2 separate regions of the Callithrix jacchus genome follow, and region 2 is linked to region 1. The links are chromatin contacts, called in public Hi-C maps. All regions are on one chromosome and are shown on one strand. The core of a region is the stretch at or near the end of the contact, and the rest is flanking DNA. Distances in the headings are between cores, read along the strand shown.

Region 1 (3,962 bases), core at 1,198-3,697:
GCCTGGGGTGGGGGGAGAGGGAAGGGGTGACTGTCACGTGCATGGGACTTTGGGTGATGGAAGTACTGTGGAAGTAACAGTGGTGATACTCAAGCACCCTTGCGAACATACGAAAAACCTCTGAACTGCAGTTTTTAAATGTTTTTTTTTTTTTTTTTTTTTTTTTTTACGTGGAGTCTTGCTCTGTAGTCCAGGCTGGAGTGCAGTGGTGCGATCTCGGCTCACTGCAACCTCCGCCTCCCAGGTCCCAGGTCAAGCAATTCTCCTACCTCAGCCTCCCAAGTACCTGGGATTATAGGCATGAGCCGCCACACCCAGCTAATTTGTGTATTTTTTTTTTTAATAGAGACAGGGTTTCGCCATGTTGGCCGGTCTGGTCTTGAACTCCTGACCTCGTCAGCACCCACCTCAGCCTCCCAAAGTGCTGGGATCACAGGCGTGAGCTACTGCACCCAGCCTAATTTTTTTTTTTTTTAGATGGAGTCTTGCTCTGTCTCCAGGCTGGAGTGAAGTGGTGTGATCTCGGCTCACTGCAACCTCTACCTCCCGGGTTCAAGCGATTCTCCTGTCTCAGCCTCCCGAGTAGCTGGGACTACAGGCGCCTGCCACCACGCCCAGCTCATTTTTGTATTTTTAGTAGAGACGGGTTTCACTATGTTGGCCAGGCTGATCTCCATCTCTTGACCTTGTGATCCACCCGTCTCAGCCTCCCAAAGTGCAGGGATTACAGGCCTGAGCCACCGAGCCCGGCCTAAAATTGCTAACTCTCTGGCATATGGATTATACCTACATTTTTTTAAGCAGGGAAAAGGGCCAGGGCCAGAAGCTTTCCATCCATGCGGGCGCTCTCGGCTCAGAAATCCAGGAAGGCATATACGGTGTTAGCTCCTTTGAAGGTTTCCAGGCTTTTGAAGGCAGTGACCATGGCGCCTTCTTCAAGGTCTTCTTGCTGAGGACTATTTCTATGGCTCTGCGCTGCCCCGGGAAAGTGCTGGCACACAGGGAGTGCTCAGAAAGGACAGGTGTGTTGAAAGCGGCAGGCGGGGTCTGAAACAGCCACCTTCTGGCTTCTCTCGAGAGTTCTCAGCACCACCCAAATCCATCTGGCCTCAACGCCAGCCCTTGCTGGACCTCTCAGTTCAATTGTATCACCTTATAATGAAAGAAACTAGGAAGGTTACTGCCAGGTACTGTTGGGCAGGTTGTTCACTGTGCAAGCAGCATTTGTTGAACACCTACTACGTGCCAGAAAGCATGCTGAGCGCTTTGCCTAAACTGAACCTTGTTTACTCCTCACACTCACTCTTTGGTGAGGGAGTTATTATCCTCAGCCCTGAAGGCAGGAGCCTTGGGAAGCTTTTTGAGTCCCTCAAATTCACACTCTCCCTGCCTGCGTCAGGGGCAACCCTGGCAGGCTCCAGGTCTTCAGGAAAGCAAGGTCTGCCTTGCCCCTGGGAAGGGCCCGGAAGCCTCTACCGCCCCAGACCTCCCAGCCCAGGGAGCCCCAGGAGCCCAGGACCCGTCCAAGGCTGGGGCTCAGCTGTGGGAGGCACAGTGCTTAGACCCTCAGGCCAGGGGTCGGCAGGACCAGGTCTCGCCTTCCTGACTCTGTTCTGGTGCCAGTTACTGATTCTCTCTGGGCCTTGATTTTTCCCGTATGTCAAATGGGCAGTGACAACATCACTTCTAGAGTGGCTTGTGGATGAACTGGCGTAACACATGCAAAGTGCTCAGCTCATGAAGGAATCCCTGACGCCCGTCGGGTTCAGAGGCGTGTGCTGGTTGCTTTTCCTCACCATCCTCGAGTGCAGGGGCTCAGCTGTCTCCTTCACAGCAGTTCCCGGAGCTGGCGCAGTGCCTGGCACATGGCACTCAACAAATATTTTTGAACAAATTAATGAACAAACGAATTGGTGAAGGAGTGCTACTTAGTGCCGGGTGCTGGGCACTGACTTCAGATCCACTGCTGGAAGTCACCAGACTCCTCCTAGGAGAGGTCACAGCCGCCAGTGCCGCATCCCAGCGGGGTCACATTCTCCCTGGGTGGCCTGCTCAGCAAACGCTGGAGGAGCTGCTGGGCGGCAGGGGGTGGGGGAGTCCCAGCCTCGCCTGCTTCTTCGGCCTTGCAGGGCGCCGTGACCTTTCCCACCTGGCCCTGTCCATCTTGCCGTCTTGCTGGCTGCCCTGGCCACCAGGGAACCCACAGTGCCTGCCCCGGCTCCCCTTTCACACAGAGAGGGGCGCCTTCTCCATCTGCGCGGCTTCACCGGGATTTTCCTCCCCAGCGCTCAGGTTACATTCCATTCACAAAAAACAATCCAGATTGTAAGATGTGTGAGCGAATTATAAGGAAAAAAAGCGAGCTGGAAAAATGTGGTCAGAGAGCCAGTGAGCTGGGATGGGGCACAGGAAATCGTTCCACCCACCCCCTTCCACCCACCCACACACATGCCCGTCCCGGGGCCAGCTGGGAGCCTTTCCATCTGCTGCGTGGGCTTCCAGGCTCAGGGCTGCCTGTTCTATGCGGGGCGCGGCGAGGGGTGGGGGGGACGGGGGGGGCGGGGAGGGGCGGGGGGACACTGAGCAAGAGAGGCAAAGAGATTTGGTGGCAAAGGCGCCAATGAACAACTACTCCATTATGTCCTCTTGGCCAAAGCTGCCAGGTACTGTTGGGCAGGTTGTTCACTGCAAGGGTGCTTGGCTCCATCCAATCAGCCATGTGCCCCGGCACAGGGCTCTGTCTGCCCAGCGGGGGACGTCTTTTCCTCACACACACACAGGTAGCTCATGAGCTGGTGGTCTCAGCTCTTACATCTTTACTTCTAACACGCTTAAAATAGAACTTTGCTCAATGTGACTCTCATTCCAAGAGGCTCCATGGCTCCGCTCACCTCCAGGATAATAACAGCAGCAGCACGTTTCCTGATGATGGCCTGTCTGCCGGGACTGTGCTAAGGGGTTGTGTGTGTAATGCCCCTTCTCTACCGCCGCAGGCAATTCTTAGGTTATGAAACAACAGATCTACAAAAAAACTACATAAGAGATATATGTACTGTTTAACACACTCGTTATTTTTATTTTTTGAAATGGAGTATTGTTCTGCTGCCCAGGCTGGAGTACAGTGGCACAATCTCAGCTCGCCACAACCTCCACCTCCTGGGTTCAAGCGATTCTCCTGCCTCAGTCTCCCAAGTAGCTGGGACTACAGGCGTGTGCCACCGTGCCTGGCTAATTTTTGTATTTTTAGTAGAGATCGGTTTCACTGTGTTGGTCAGGCTGGTCTCAAACTCCCGACCTCATGATCCACCCGCCTCGGCCTCTCAAAGTGCTGGGATTACAGGTGTGAGCCACAGCTCCCGGCCCTGTGACCAAATTATAAACAAATGCTTTTTTTTTTTTTTTTTTTTTGACAGAGTCTCACTCTGTTACCCAGGCTGGAGTGCAGTGGCGAGATCTCAGCTCACTGCAGTCTCTGCCTGCTGGGTTCAGGCACTTTTCCTACCTCAGCCTCCTGAGTAGCTGGAACTACAGGTGCGTGCCACCATGCTGGGCTAATTTTTTCTATTTTTAGTAGAGACAGGGATTCACTGTGTTAGCCAGGATGGTGGTGATCTCCTGACCTGGTGATCCACCCCCCTTGGCCTCCCAAAGTGCTGACATTACAGGCGTGAGTCACTGTGACCCCCCCTCCCTCTCCCCGTGCAAACAAACACCTTTAACCCTCACGACAATAGTGTGAGGTAACCACTGTTGCCACCCCAGTTTCCAGGCGAGGAAGCGGAGACGCTGCGAGGGTCAGTTGCAGGCCGAGGTCACACGGGAGGAGCAGGCAGGATTTGTTTTGAGACTCGCTCTCTCTCTGTCATGCAGGCTGGGGTGTAGTGACACAGCCACAGCTCACTGCAGTCTTGGCCTCCTGGGCTCCAGTGTCCCTCTCGGCTTCTGGAGTAACTGGGACTACA
Region 2 (3,722 bases), core at 966-3,465, 48 kb after region 1:
ACTGGAAAATAGAATGGGCAACACACACACGGTCACTCACCCCATCCCTGTGCTCAAATCCCTATTTATTTAACAACTCCCATTGTGCAGAGCAGAAAACCGAGAGGTCATGTGGTAAGAAGTCTGCCCAAGGCTCACACAGCTGGCAAGGGAAGAAACAGGACTGAGACCCAGGTGTGTGGGACTCAGGCACTGAGCCCGGCCCCAGATCTCCAGTGAGCAAGACAGGATCCTGCCCTCAGGAGGGAGCACCTAGGATTCTGGGGGGTGGGGAAGGGGCAGACAGGAGCAGTGGACAGAAAAAATCAATAAAATCAGGATTCTGGGGGATGGCGAAGTGTGGCACAGCACCTGCTGTAGAGGAGAAGAAAGGGAGGCCTGAGGGTGACACCGGGGCCACGGCCACAAAGATGAGCCCGAAACGAATTTGAAGCAGCCCTGAGGAACCCACATTTAACTCACCAGCGGACCCGATGTCCCAGGCCGGGCAGTGTCTGACCAGCAGCCTCTTGGTCTGTGTGGGACCTAACAGCCTCTCTAACTCGGCAAGGATGCAATTCAACAGGCATTGCCCTTCCAACTTTTCCTAATCAGCCCCCCTCCTCTCTCCAGGTATTAAAAGTGCCAGGCGCCAAGAAGCCCCTGCCCCACCCCCAACATTCCTTCGGGACAGTTTTGCTGACACAGCATTCCTCTGGGCCAGGGTGAAGGCCCAAAGTCCCCCATCTCTGGCAATGACGATTTCCTGTTAACCCTTGGACCCTGAGCCCTGGAATATCCCCCAGGGATTCCGAAGAGCGGCGCGGGCGGCGCTGAGGCCTTCTTGCGTTTATTTATAATGCATGGCTCTCTTCCTTGCCAAGAGGAAGCCCAGTTTTACTTACATTTCAGCGTCCCAGTGGGTGGAGGGGACCACCGGGCACCTTTGTCCCCGGGCTGAGAATGGTGTGAGGAAGCTGTAAACTGCCCAGAAGTCAGAGACTCGTAGAATTTTGAAGCTGGAAAAGATGCCATTTCACAGATGGGAAATGAGAGGTCTGGTGATGCCTGCACTGAACCAGGGCCTGAGCCAGATCATCTGGGAGGACCCAGGATCCTGGCCTTGTCCTGCCATGGACAGTCCCCATCAGCAGACTGGTGACATGGACCAGACATTTGCCTCGCACAGCTACTCACCCCGGTGGTCAAGAGCAGGGCCTGGAGCCGGACGGCCTGGGTCTGAGCCCCGCTTGGCCCCCTTTGGATGCATAACTTCGCAGTCAATGCCACTTCTTTGCTGTCTGTGAAATGAGGCTGATCACCACCCTTAACCTGTAGTTACTGGGAGGAGCAATTGAGTGAAGTGCAGAAGCATTTACAACAGCCTGCCTGTTAGATACAACGGATCTCTACACGTGTACAATAAAGACACGGAAACAGTTAATCCCCTGCTGCCAGGGCCCAGAGAGGTTGGGTCACTGGACTTGGGACACACAGGACTTTTCTACCTCTGCTGGTGGCCCAGTGACCCCTGGCGGCGGTGGGGACGGGGCAGAGCAGGCCCCAGACTGTCTGCTGGATGCTGCATTCACTAGTGGGTCCAGGGAGACTGGGACGACTCCTCTTCGCTCTCTCCATAATTAGAACATGGGGCCCAGAATGGTGTCCCCAACCCAGGCCTGTTAGGGACTGAAAAGGGCTTCTCGCTTGGTTACCCCTTTAGAGGGGGCAGGACCGCCCTGAGCGAACCCCGGCAGGGTGCCTGCATCTGGGTTTGGGCTGCCCTTACCGCGGCCCTGGGGCGGGGGGTTCCTCTGTCTCCAAGGGCGCCCACCGCGTCCTTACCTGGCTCCTCCCGCGTCCTGCTTGACCTTTACTTAAAGACCAGCTCTAGCCGCTGATGGGTTTCGGCGGGTCCCCCAGGAGACCCTTCAGACGGCTTCAGCCTGGCGCGCTGGAGAGAGCCCCTAATTGGGGCAATGAATCATCGCGCGCCGCTCCGGCTGGACACAAAATAGATAGAGGAGCCGGCCGCTATTGTGCGCAGTTTGGGACGCGGGGGGAGGCGGCGGCGGGCGGGAGGGAGGCGGGGAGGAGGAGGGCGGGGGAGGGAGCGCGCGGGGAGGGATTCCCCCGCCCGCCGCGCGCCCGCTCTCCGCCCCTCCCCGCCCCTCCCGCCCGCCGCCGCCCCGCCCCCTCCTCCCCAATTAAATGACCCCACGCCTTGGCAGGCGCCGGAGCTCGCACATGCGGCTGCCGCTCCAGCCGCCTGGGCCCCGCCGCCGCCACCGCCGCCGCCGCCGCCGCGTTCCGGGCGCGCTCGCCGCGGCGCCGCCTCGGCCCGCGCCGCCGCCGGGGGCTCGGCAGGCCCCGGGGGGCGCCGCTGCGAGCGGCCGTGCGTCCGCGCCCGCGCCGGCCGCCCGCCGCCAAACTTTGCGGCGCGCACACATGCTCCAAGTTGGGCGCGGCGGCGGCGGTGCGGGCGGGCGCTGAGGGCGGCCCGGGGCGCGCGGGGACCCGGGCGGGCGGCGCGGCGCGGCCATGAGCGGGCGGCCGGCCCCGGTCTCCCGCAAGCAGCGGCTCATGGCAGCCGTGGGCGAGCGGGCGGCGGGCGGCGCGCCACTCTCCTGCTTCATCTGCGGCGGCGGCATCGGGCGCGGCAAGGAGCTGAAGCTGCAGGTGAAGCAGCCGGCGGCGGGCGCGGGGGCCCCGGCGCAGCCCTTCTTCCCGTTTCTGCAGCAGCAGGAGCCGGCGCCCGGCGCGCGCGAGCTGTCCCCGGCGGACGGCTGCGTGCTGGTGTGCGCCGTGTGCCGCTGCTTCCTGGGCGAGCAGTGGGCCGCCTTCGAGCGCGCCCGCACGCCTGTGGACAAGCGCATGTATTGGCTCAAGCGGCCCCACCAGTGCGACGCGGGCGCGGGCGGCCGCCGCGGCGGCGCCGGGGCCCCCCGCGAGTGGAACGTCGCCTACGCGCTGGGCAGCGCCGCGGGCGACGACGACGACGACGACGGTGGCGGCCCCCGGCTCCGCGGGGCAGCTGAGGGGACGCGAGACTCCGACCTGTCGGAGCTGTCGGACACCGACCCCCTTTCCGAGCCCGACCCGCCCGCGCGCGACGCCGCCAGCCCCCACCAGGACAGGGCGCCGGCGCCGCGGGTCCTCCCGGGGCCAGGGCCTCGCGGGGGGCGCGGCCAGGAGTGGAGATCGGCTCCAGGACACCCTCCGGGACCGGGCGCACAGGCCCCGGTGCAGGGGCGCGTGGAGGAGGAGGGACTCCCTGTGAAGGTCCACGCGGATGGAGAGCCCAAGGCCGGGGTTAGGCGCCGGCGGAAGGCGGTTGGGAGGCACTGGGTTCCCGAGGCCCGGGCCAGCGTTCTGAGGGGCATTCAGGATCCTTGGCAGGGCCTTCCTGTCCAACAGGCCCCTGCAGACGGCATGAAAGGGCCCCCCTCCGGCAGGGCCACCAAGCCTCTGGAGAGCAGGCCTCTGGGGGACACCCTTCGGGGCTTCTGCACGTCCGAGGACAGTGACATCAACATCACCAGCGGGGAAGAGGATCACAAGGAGTCGCCTTTCCAAGGCTCCTGCAACCCCAAAGAGAAGGAGAACAGTGGCCGTGGCCCCCGGGTCCTCCCGGACAGCCGGGCGGCACCACCAGAGGGCCTTTGCTGCTACATCTGCGGGTCCCCGCTGTCCCCGGCCTCGCACCACCAGGTCCACGTGCAGAAGCAGGAGAAGCTGGCGCA

What was found. A called contact is a pair of places that touch in the nucleus more often than the background predicts.
Region 2: a Hi-C map of induced pluripotent stem cells shows a contact between it and region 1, with 1.6 times the contacts expected there. The contact joins the promoter of GSE1 here to the enhancer-like site in region 1. A contact is called at or near these places in 2 of 3 Hi-C or Micro-C datasets (induced pluripotent stem cells and skeletal muscle).

The regions. Positions count from the first base shown.
Region 1 is chr20:42,792,459-42,796,420 of calJac240_pri, forward strand. No RefSeq gene overlaps it. Among named protein-coding and RNA genes, the nearest start is that of CIBAR2, 15 kb to the left of the region's middle. Within about 2 kb of position 2,448, at least 4 of the 16 cell types and tissues checked have an H3K27ac peak or open chromatin away from gene starts, as enhancers often do. A contact at or near this core is called in skeletal muscle, where this site is marked.
Region 2 is chr20:42,840,231-42,843,952 of calJac240_pri, forward strand. GSE1 (Gse1 coiled-coil protein) reads left to right here and starts at 2,216. Exons shown (of 16, transcript XM_078357911.1): 1 at 2,216-3,722. The coding sequence starts at 2,521. It overlaps LOC103789540 (a long non-coding RNA gene), which reads right to left and starts at 1,990. Exons shown (of 4, transcript XR_013530243.1): 1 at 1,825-1,990; 2 at 1,177-1,280; 3 at 885-998; 4 at 1.